Linked DNA regions of Delphinus delphis: region 2 is linked to region 1. The links are chromatin contacts, called in public Hi-C maps. All regions are on one chromosome and are shown on one strand. The core of a region is the stretch at or near the end of the contact, and the rest is flanking DNA. Distances in the headings are between cores, read along the strand shown.

The links. A called contact is a pair of places that touch in the nucleus more often than the background predicts.
Region 2: a contact with region 1 is called in a Hi-C map of lung, with 3 times the contacts expected there. The contact joins the promoter of FAM43A here to the promoter of XXYLT1 in region 1. A contact is called at or near these places in 2 of 3 Hi-C or Micro-C datasets (lung and muscle).

What each region holds. Positions count from the first base shown.
Region 1 is chr4:73,305,707-73,311,012 of mDelDel1.2, reverse strand. It overlaps XXYLT1 (xyloside xylosyltransferase 1), which reads right to left and starts at 1,260. Exons shown (of 4, transcript XM_060010913.1): 1 at 661-1,260. The coding sequence starts at 1,164. It also overlaps the pseudogene LOC132424408.
Region 2 is chr4:73,874,403-73,879,845 of mDelDel1.2, reverse strand. FAM43A (family with sequence similarity 43 member A) reads left to right here and starts at 2,203. Exons shown (of 2, transcript XM_060010914.1): 1 at 2,203-5,347. The coding sequence starts at 3,144. The coding sequence ends at 4,430.

The sequences.
Region 1 (5,306 bases), core at 11-2,510:
GGCGCTTCCCTGGTGGCACAGTGGTTAAGAAGCCGCCTGCCAATGAAGGAGACACGGGTTCAAGCCCTGGTCCGGGAAGATCCCACATGCCGCGGAGCAACTAAGCCCGTGAGCCACAACTACTGAAGCCCGCGCACCTGGAGCCCGTGTTCCCAACAAGAGAAGCCACCACAATGAGAAGCCTGCGCACCACAAGGAAGAGTAGCCCCCGCTCGCCGCAACCAGAGAAAAGCCCGCGCGCAGCAACGAAGACCCATCGCAGCCAAAAACAAAATAAACAAAATAAATTTATTTAAAAAAAAAGTCAAAGACTGAGAAGAATAAAAAGAGGGGCAGGCTCTGAAGGCACTGACTGCTGAATCCTGTAACGCTAGCAAAGACGGGGAGTGCCAATTCTCAAGGAGGCCGCAGTTAAAGGGGGAGACGCGGTCAGGGTAGTCGGCTAACAACGAGGCTCCCGGACACGCCCCCGGACGACGCCTCCAGCGTGCTGTGAATGCACACTTCAGCCAGGGGGATCGGGTTGAGAGGGTAGGCTTCTACTGGCGTTGGCAGTGGGCAGCGCAACGAAGACACCTCCCTCCTGACCCCTGGAGATTGGCCGGGCGCGCGCGCTGACCGAGCCACCCGCCCGGAACCTCCGGCTGAGGCCCCGCTCACCTTGCACTTGAAGCCGGCAGCGGGCGGTAGCAGCTCCCGCAGCAGGGCCTTGGCCACCTCGCGGCTGGTCTCCTCGCTCACGAAGTGCAGGTTAAGCACCTCGTGCGCCTCGAACTTAGCGAGGCGCAACAGGGAGCGGATCGCGACGCGGGCCTTGGCCTGCAGCGCGGCATTGTGTTCCGCCTTGGTGAACATCATCAGCAGGTGATAGTCCACCGGCCCGGCCCCGCCGCCCTCCAGGCTCTTGGCCTTAGCACCCGGGGCCGGCGCCACGGAGCCCTGCGCCAGCTCCGGCACCAGCGGCGAGGGCGCGGCGGGGGCTCCGGCGCGGGCCTCCTTCAGCCTCTTGGTGGCGCTGGAGAAGGTCTCCCGGCCGGAGCCGAGGTAGTAGAAGGCACAGACGGCAAGCGCCGCGGCCAGCAGCAGCGCGCAGTAGTGGGAGCGCACAGCGCCCAGACGCGCCATGGCCCGAGCGCATGGGGGCGCGCCTCGGAGGAGACCCATGCGCCACCCTCCCGCGGACAGGGCGGCCGGGGAGCCGCAGCGGAGAACAGTACCTCTACAGCTACTTAGTAGCCCCGGCGGCGGGCGGCAGCCATGGCGGAGGCGGAGCCGCGCTGCCAATCCGCGGGCGCTGATGCGCCGAGAGGCGGGGCCAGGACTGCCCGGCAGCCGCTGGGTCCTAGGCTCAGAAGGATTACATCGGGGATGCGCCGCGGGTCCGCAGGAGCCGCCCCAGAGTGGTCAGAGAAGCCGGTGAGGACTCGGGCATACAAGCCAGCTGGCTGTACCGTCCGTGAAAAATGGCCCTCTTAAGTGCCCAGCCCCAGACGCTAGAAACCGAAGCTAAGACTTCGGTAGCAAAAAGACTAAACTGGACTCACAAAGAAAAGTTTTCTCTATATACCTTTTCCACCCTAATTTCTTGAAGGCTTTAAGTCCTCTCCCCGACTCCTTTCACACCTTGGAGACTATCTGGGGCTAAAGAATTTAAACTAGCAACTCCCTCCCTATTCTCGGTGAAGTAGGATTGACACCCGAGGTGTAAATGGCCTGCTCACCTCACTTGGCACCTCTGAGGCGGACCAGAGGCAATCTAAAGGATACTTTTTTTTTTTTTTTAACTTTAACACTTTAAAAGAGGCTTAATATGTACCCGGTAGTTTTGCAAATTCTTAACTGAAGCATAACTGAGGTCACTTGCCCCGGGTCACACAGTGGCAGGTTTGGCAATATAGCTGGACACTGCCAACTACATAAAAACCCATTAACTTGAGTCTTCTGAGGACCAATGACACACTACAGTGTTTACGTAAACATGTACAAGTGGTCTGCATGCTTGAAAGAGGTGCAGGTGAAAACGCAGGCACAAATGCAATCACAAATTCTCTCACCCGTTTACTGTGCCATGCCATTATTTCTCAAAGTGTGGTCCCCAGAACCACAATTTATCTCGTTTTTAACTCTTCTTCTTTTCAGTTGGAGCAACACTTCTCTGAAAAACCTTGGACCTCTAAAGAATGCTTAGCAACATGTTCAATACATGCTACTCACCTTGGGGGGGGGTGGGGAACAATGGCAGAATTATCTCACTTTAGTAACACGTATTACTTTAGTTCATTTAATCCACACAGCTGTAAGAGGTAGAGGTATTATTTGCTTATTTGCACTTTACAATTGAGGAAATTGAGATTTAGAGAAGTGAACTGCCCAAATCTAGTTGGCTAGTAAATAATGGATCCCCGCTCAAGCCATACCACTTCCAAAGCCCAAACTTCCAGCCAAGATTAGCACTGAAAGTGATAACTCAGACTTCGAGTTGTGTGTATTTTACCACAAGCTTCAGCAGATGACATTGTGGTTAAGAGAGCTGGATTTGGGCATGTGCGGGGGGAAGCAAGATGGCAGAGTAGGAAGACCCTGAGCACAGCTGCTCCCACAGGCACCAGAGAGCTGGATTAACAGCTAACTAGGAGTCGTTAGACTTCAAGGGAGGTAATCGCTCTGAGCTGCAATCATACCCCTATGTAACATGGGGCTAATATTAGTACTTATGCCTCATAGGGTTATGAGAGATAATAGATAAAAAGCAGTTGGAATAGTGTCTGACACTTAGTAAACAATAAATATAAACTATGCTAGAAACACCAAACTCTAAAACAAAGTCTAAATATCCAACAAGTACAAAATACAGTTTAGCAACCATAGCTTTTCTAGAGTGTTTACAAATTCTAAACCCCAAATATCCATTAAGACTTTATTACATGTACCACAGAATCTCCACCACTGTGTGCTACCATTGTATTATTACATTCTAATTATTGTTCATTAATAAGGGGGAAATAATGCTGGAATTGTACCTTTTAGTCCACCCACCTACACAATCAATAAGGTGGATTTTTCCTCTGCCATTTATTCTGGAATTTATTCAACAAATATATTTTTTCAGACCTTTATAAGATCACTACTCCTGGAATTTATGGATAACAAATGAAGAACAAGATAATTTAAATTTTACATAGGAAGTCAGTAGACACAGGAAAATACTCAAGAGACTGGTCTTTTCTCCAAGCTTCTTCATCCTCAATTCTTTGACTATAAAGAAAAATTAATGTGTTATGTGAATCAGTAGGATGACGGTGAAATGTTTATTGGAGGCTTGAGCTGGGATACAAGCAAGAAAGATCTGACTGAATATTTGTCTCGATTTGCAGAAGTTGTAGACTGCACAGTGAAAACAGATCCAGTCGCTGGAAGATCAAGAGGATTTGGATTTGTGCATTTCAAAGATGCTGCTAGTGTTGATAAGGTTTTGAAACTGAAAGAACACAAGCTGGATGGCAAATTGATAGACCCTAAAAGGGCCAAAGCTTGGGGAAGGAACCCCCCAAAAAGGTTTTTGTGGGTGGATTGAGCCCAGATACTTTGGAAGAACAAATTAAAGAATATTTTGGAGCCTTTGGAGAGATTGAAAATATTGAACTTCCCATGGATACAAAAACAAATGAAAGAAGAGGATTTTGTTTTATTACATATACAGACGGAGAGCCAGTAAAGAAATTGGTGGAAAGCAGATATCAAATTGGTTCTGGGAAGTGTGAAATCAAAGTTGCACAACCCAAAGAGGTATGTAGGCAGCAACAGCAACAACAAAAAGGAGGAAGAGGTGCTGCAGCTGGTGGACGAGGAGGTACTAGGGGTCGTGGCCAAGGTCAGGGCCAAAACTGGAACCAAGGATTTAATAACTATTATGATCAAGGATATGGAAATTACAATAGTGCTTATGGTGGTGATCAAAACTATAGTGGCTATGGCAGCTATGGTTATACTGGGTATAACTATGGGAACTATGGATATGCACGGATATGCAGACTACAGTGGGCAACAGAGCACTTATGGCAAGGCATCTCGAGGGGATGGCAATCACCAAAATAATTACCAGCCATATTAAAAAGGGACGTTGGAGAAAACAGGAAGAGATTGCTAAAGCAGCCCATCTTGCAAGGACAACATTGAAGTTTGGTCTTCTATTGATCTAAGATGATAATTTTGTAAAAGACTTTCTAGCGTACAAGACACAACTGTGTCCAACTGTATGTAGCCGCCAATTAGTTTTGTTTTTACTTTGTCTTTTGCTATCTGTGTTATGACTCGATGTGGATTTGTGTTTATACAAATTTTATTTGTATGATTTCATGTTAAACCTCAAATAAATGCGATTGTTTTTCTGAGTCAGGTACTAAATAGCTCTGTAAAAGTGTAATTTTAAATAAGTGATAATTAAGGTACAGTTTATTTTGTAGGGAGTGTTGATCCATAGGGAGAAACTGTGGTCCTTTACGAATAGCCAGCTGCAGTGTCTACTCTGTTCCCCGTATTTGTTAGATGTATTCTGTCTTTTAAGGCTTCATTTCCCTGTCAACTGAGGTTTCCACGTAACTTTAAGTAATGTTTTCTCTCTGTATATCTGGAGCCTTTGTCATGAAAGTTTCTGCGGCTTAGTTATAGTGTGTGATTAGTGGAAGCTTTCTAGTAGACCATAAGTCTTCTGGTTATATTTTGAAAAGTAGCTTTTTAATGGCACAAAGCATGCTGTTAGCTCCTTTTATGAATAGAAAATATTTTGCCTTGTTCTTGTCTCTGGGAAGGCATTTGTTATGACTTGCTGTATTCAGTGGTCTGCTGGAAAGAGCTTTGACTAATCATAATAGCATAACTTTGTTTTCTTGATTAAAATGTCTAGATATACCCAGGGGAAAAAAGCACTTGAACTGTGTTACAGGAGCTACAGTTTAAGAATATCAGATGTAGTTACATTTAACACAAGGATTTTGGCAAATAGGTACGAAGTTATTAAAGTCTGAACAAAAGTTAGATTAAAATATTTGAAGTAGCAGCTGAGTAACTAAAGTAGTTGTACACTATTCTGTTGGTATTATGTCACAGCAAGCACCAAACTGAACAAAATGTTTTCTGTTGGGGCATTTTTAGGAAGCTATATTGGGTGTTAGCTGTTATGTGGTGTGAGTTCTTAGAAAAAGTCACGGTAGTAAGTTTCATTATTTTTAGCGCAGTTAGTGCATGAGCTGGGTAGTTATGCATATCCATATTCAGACATAAGGAATAGTGGGGAAAGGTATCCCTTA
Region 2 (5,443 bases), core at 954-3,453, 570 kb before region 1:
CCTCTCGTGGAGGCTGAGACCAGCCTTAGCTCCCACCACTGGTCCCTTCTCTTCCTGCTCAAACACTTCTGGTCCCTGGACCTCTGAGTAATTTGGAAATGTTAACTGCTTGAATATGACGCCTGCTTTTGTAGAGTCTAGACTTCGAGATTATGGACCAGCTAAAGGTCACTTAGCACAGGTTAATTTGGTGGGTTTTTTATCGGAATTTTTTGTTGGGAGCACATACCATCTACTCCATTGCCACTGCAAGATATTCCAGAAATGGGAGCAGAAGAGGAATTAACCTCGGTTTAAATGGCTTCTTATAGTCCTAACCAGCTCATTCCAACACCGTACCTCCATTAACCCATCAGTGCAGCTGAGGAGTAAGGCATTAGAGCTTTGGTCTAATGACAGTCTGGGACCAGCCAGCCATGAAAATGCCATTCCTTCCCTCAGAGACTAGGAGGGCATGATCAGGAGACATCCTTGCTTGATCGGGAAATTTTCTTCTTTCATTGTCACAATTGTCAAATGCCATCCTCAACTACACATATGCACGCATTTTTATGTTCTATAATTTTGCTGTTCTCTATATCTGGAAAGCCCTTTAATTCTTCCCTCCGTGGCAAAATCCTGTCCATATTTCACACTTCACCACCTCCATGGAAGCTTTTCTGATTTTCCTAGTCACAAAGAACCTTTTCTTCCAGCTTCTCGGAGTACTTTGGGTCTTGTCTCAGGGCATTTAGTTCCCTCTGTCTTCTTGTTTACATGCATATGTCATTCATTCATTCAACAATTAAGTAGTGTCAGGCACTGGAGGGAGATAGGGTGCTCTCACAGAACTTACATTCCAGAAGAAGCCCAGAGGTGGGTGAAGTTTACATCCTTCATTGGACTGGGAGCTTCTTGGAGACAGGAATTAGGTCTGTTCCCAGCTCAGGGCCTGGTACCAAAAGGTACTCAGGAAAGTTAGTTAAATTGAAGCGCAGCGCCAGTGACTCTAGAAAATTGGGTTAGAGTTCAAAGAAAGGTTAAAAGTTAGTAAAGGTAGAGGGCCAGAGAATTTCCACGAGAAGTTACAGTTGTTTTGAAATCAGAACCTGGTATGGAAGCCAGAGACATCTACATCCCCAGTAGACTGGGCCTGGGGAGTGGGAGGGCCTACTCTCCTCCTCTGGGATGAGCTTGGGAGTTTGATGCAGGGTCACCTGCACATTCCAGCTAGAAGTGGTGTTGCTTTGACTGAGCAGACCGTAGAGGCAAGCCCGTTGTTTCGAGGGCCCAGAAATGAGTTACTAGCCAAGGGTCAAGCCGGCCAGATGATTAAAGTGACATTATCCAGCTGGCACAAGAGAAAAGAAAGATTAATGTTAATCATTCTCTGTGGAGGGTGGCCGGGCATTATTTGACACAAATAAAAAACATCATTTGATTTTCTACTAGGAATTCTCATCCATAATGTGACAATGATGTAATAAAACTGAATGACTGGCCTGCCAAATTATAAACTGAGTTCTAACCACACACAAGCATCACTTAGAAATTGAATATATCTCAGAAAACTGCTCCACTCTGAGGCCTGACAGAAGGAGGGGGCACTGCTGGGGGTCAGAAGCTGGAAGCACCTTATTTACCAAACACATACTATAGTGTTCACGCTAATCATCCCATTACCACTCATCTCTCTTTTCACTATCTGCTCTTTGCCTGTGGAGAAAGGGCTCCAAGATAGTGAAAGATAAGTCTCAGCGTTTTCTTTGCTCCTCTTTATTTTCTTTAATAGAATAAAATTTTGGAAAAAAAAAATTAAACAGCACCCAGTCAATTTCAGAAAACTATTACACACGGAAAGAATCACTATTTCCCCAACCTTTTTGTATTTTGTAGTGTAAATCCCACCCTCCACCACCTCCCCCAGAAGTTCCGATGGAGACACACATCAGTGAGTTGCAATTCAGGCTGGGAGTGGAGTGTCAGAATTCAAGTTGCTTTTCTTGCGGGGTAACCAAAGGTCTTGGCGATTTTTGTAGATAAATTCTACAGAATTTCTGCTGGTAAACTTGGGATTTAATTGCCAGGTTGGACAGTTCTCCCCTTTCCCTCAACCAATGGCTGCAACCAGGTCCCTTTAAGAGACCAGGAACCCGCCGGCCTTCCAAGCCCGAAACAGATCCTCTTCTCTGCTCCTCCCCTGTCCCCGCGCGGCGAATGGTTCGCGCCGGCCTATATTTACCCGAGATCTTCCTCCCAGACGGCAAGGATATGAGGCTGGCGAGGCAGCTACCGCTCGCGACACCGGAGGGGGCGCGCTGCAAAGGCGGGCGGCCGAGCCAGGGGATCCCGGGAGCGCAGTCGGACACCCTCCGGAGAGAAGAAATGAGGTAGCGACCATCCCCGGAGCCGACCATGCGCACGCCCCGCCCTCGGAGGCCGGCGCTGCCCTGGCGGAGCCAGCCCGGACAGTGAGCCGGCGAAGCCAGAGTCCCCGGCGTCCTGCGGGAGAGAAAATGCAGTGAGCCACGGCGGGACTGCTGCGCTGGGCCCGCCGCGGCCAGCAGGACCCACCATCTGAGCGCACTCGGGGCAAGCAGCTGATTCTGGGACCCGCTCAGCCGAGGGGCTCTCTGCCTACAGCACCCCTTGGGGGTGGGGAGCACCGACCCCTGGGCACACTCGCGGTTGAGTTTCCGCGGTTTCTGGCCCTAGCCCTGGGGATTGTGTGTGTGTGCGAGGGGGCCCCTTTTCACCTTCGCCGAGGAGTTCCTGCGTATTCTCGCACCATCCCGGCTGCTTTTGCTGCACGCACGCATCCCTTTTTTCTAAAGACATTTTCTGCTCCACTCTCGTGCTTTCTCTCATTTTGCTTGCCCAAGACTCTTTGCCCTGGTCCTGCCCAGGCTGGGGTAAATCTGTGTGCTCCTACCCACCCCCTCTCCTTGCAGTTAAATCCTCTTTAAAAAAATTCTACCCCTACCTCTTTCGGCGGGGTTCTCGAACATCTCCCCCGCCCCCACTCCCTCCGACTGGGCCACTCCCAGCAGAGTTTTATTTTTCGGTCTTGCCCCGGCCGGGCCCGGCCGGGGCGGGTGGCTCAGCCGGGCTCTCAATCGGCGCTCCGCCGCCGCCGCCCAGCTGCGCTGGGGCGCCCTCCGGAGATGCTGCCGTGGAAGAAGCACAAGTTCGAGCTGCTGGCCGAGGCGCCGCCACGGCAGGCGTCCAAACCCAAGGGCTACGCGGTGAGCCTGCACTACTCGGCGCTCAGCTCTCTGGCACGGGCGTGCCCCGAAGGCGCGCTCAGCCGGGTGGGCAGCATGTTCCGCTCCAAGCGCAAGAAGCTGCACATCACCAGCGAGGACCCAACTTACACCGTGCTCTACTTGGGCAATGCCACCACCATCCAGGCGCGCGGCGACGGCTGCACCGACCTAGCGGTGGGCAAGATCTGGAGCAAGAGCGAGGCGGGCCGTCAGGGCACCAAGATGAAGCTGACTGTGAGTGCGCAGGGTATCCGCATGGTGCACGCCGAGGAGCGTGCGCTGCGCCGCCCGGGCCACCTCTACCTGCTGCACCGCGTTACCTACTGCGTGGCGGACGCGCGACTGCCCAAGGTCTTCGCCTGGGTTTACCGGCACGAGCTCAAACACAAGGCGGTAATGCTGCGCTGCCACGCGGTGCTGGTGTCCAAGCCCGAGAAGGCGCAGGCCATGGCCCTGCTGCTCTACCAGACGTCAGCCAACGCTCTGGCGGAATTTAAACGGCTCAAGCGGCGGGACGACGCGCGTCACCAACAGCAGGAGCTGGTGGGCGCGCACACCATCCCGCTGGTGCCCCTGCGCAAGCTGCTCCTGCACGGACCCTGCTGCTACAAGCCGCCGGTGGAGCGCAGCCGCAGCGCGCCCAAGCTCGGCTCCATCACCGAGGATCTGCTCGGCGAACAGCAGGAGCAGGAGCTGCAGGAGGAAGAGAGAGGGGTGCACACGGAGGGCTGCCCGGAGGAGGAGGAGGGGGATGAGGAAGAGGACCGAGCCGGGGAGAGCGACCCGGCAGAGCAAGAGGCCGAGGCGCAGCGGGCGCTGGTGGTGGCCATGCACTTCGAATGCGGGGACTTGCTGGACACGCTGGAGAGTGGCCGCGAAGAGGTGCTGGGGGGCGGCGGGGTCTCGCCGGGCCCTGAGGCTGGGTCGCCGTCTCTGCTGCTGGGCAGCACCTCCGACATGAAGGCCGAGCTGTCCCAGCTTATTAATGATCTGGGAGAGCTCAGCTTCGGCAACGACGTGCGCAGCCTGCAGGCCGACTTGCGGGTGACGCGCCTGCTGTCGGGTGAGAGCACGGGTAGCGAGAGCTCCATCGAAGGAGGGGGCCCGGAAGCTACCACTACCACCGCCGGGGACCAGTCGGACCCCGCCGACTGCGCCAGACCAGACGAGCCCCACTCGGGCTGAGCTCCCAGCAATGTCCTGTGCGCGCCCCTGTTGCCGCATCGTGACACCCCACCCCCGTCTCTCCACCACTTGCTTACCTTCCCGACCCCCGCCCCCAAGAAAGGGGAAAGGGGACACTTGAGGCCCAGACCCTCCCCCACCCCCATACGTTTGGCTCTGTTTGAAGCAGGGCTCAGATTGCACGTGGAGATATGGGGGAGGGAAACCCTACAAGGAAGGGGAGAGAGGCAGCCCTCTGGGGTCTGGGGAGGGGAAGGGCAGCTGGTGTTAGCAAAGCCCCGCAGGCGTGAGGTGCCTGCTGGCCAGTTTCCTGTTTGTGGGCAGCTGGGGCCTGAGGAGGAGGGGTTAACTTCCTCCACAAGCCCCCAGCTGGGAGCGGCCTGGCGCTGTCACTGACATGTCATTAAAAAAAAAAAAAAAGGATTTGCTCTCAACGTTTGAGGCTTTAGTGCCACCTCCTTGCCCCCAGTCTTTTTGGTGCGAGAGCTTGGGTTGTTTACCTCAGACTCAGACCCTTGAAATTCTGCCAAATTCCTCAAATAACTGGTGGGGAAGGGAGGGGGGGAGAAAGAAAGTTGCATTTTGTTTACAGTTAAAGACATCTAATATCTAAAAAAGGAGTTTTCCTTTAGAAACACACACACCTTGCTTCCGCTCAAAAGATCTCACTCCATGATACTGTGTAAAATATTTTTGCACTGTTGTGAAGTATTTTTGACATTTTTTTTTTGTACATAACTGTTGTCAGAGTCCAATGTTTATATCTTTTGCTGTGCAAAAGGGACATGTAAAATGTTGTTCAGTTGTATATACAGAGATGTGTATAAAACATTTTGTTATTTTTAAAGAGTAGCACTGCTCTGGTTCTGTTTGCCCGCCAGTGGGGAGAGAATAAAGAGGAAAATTTAACAGAACAGGTGAGTGTCTAGACCTGCTTCAGAAAATGCTTGGCCGTGGGGCTGGGCGGCAGAGGGTGTGACCATAGCTGGGATGGAGTGGGAGGACAGTCATTG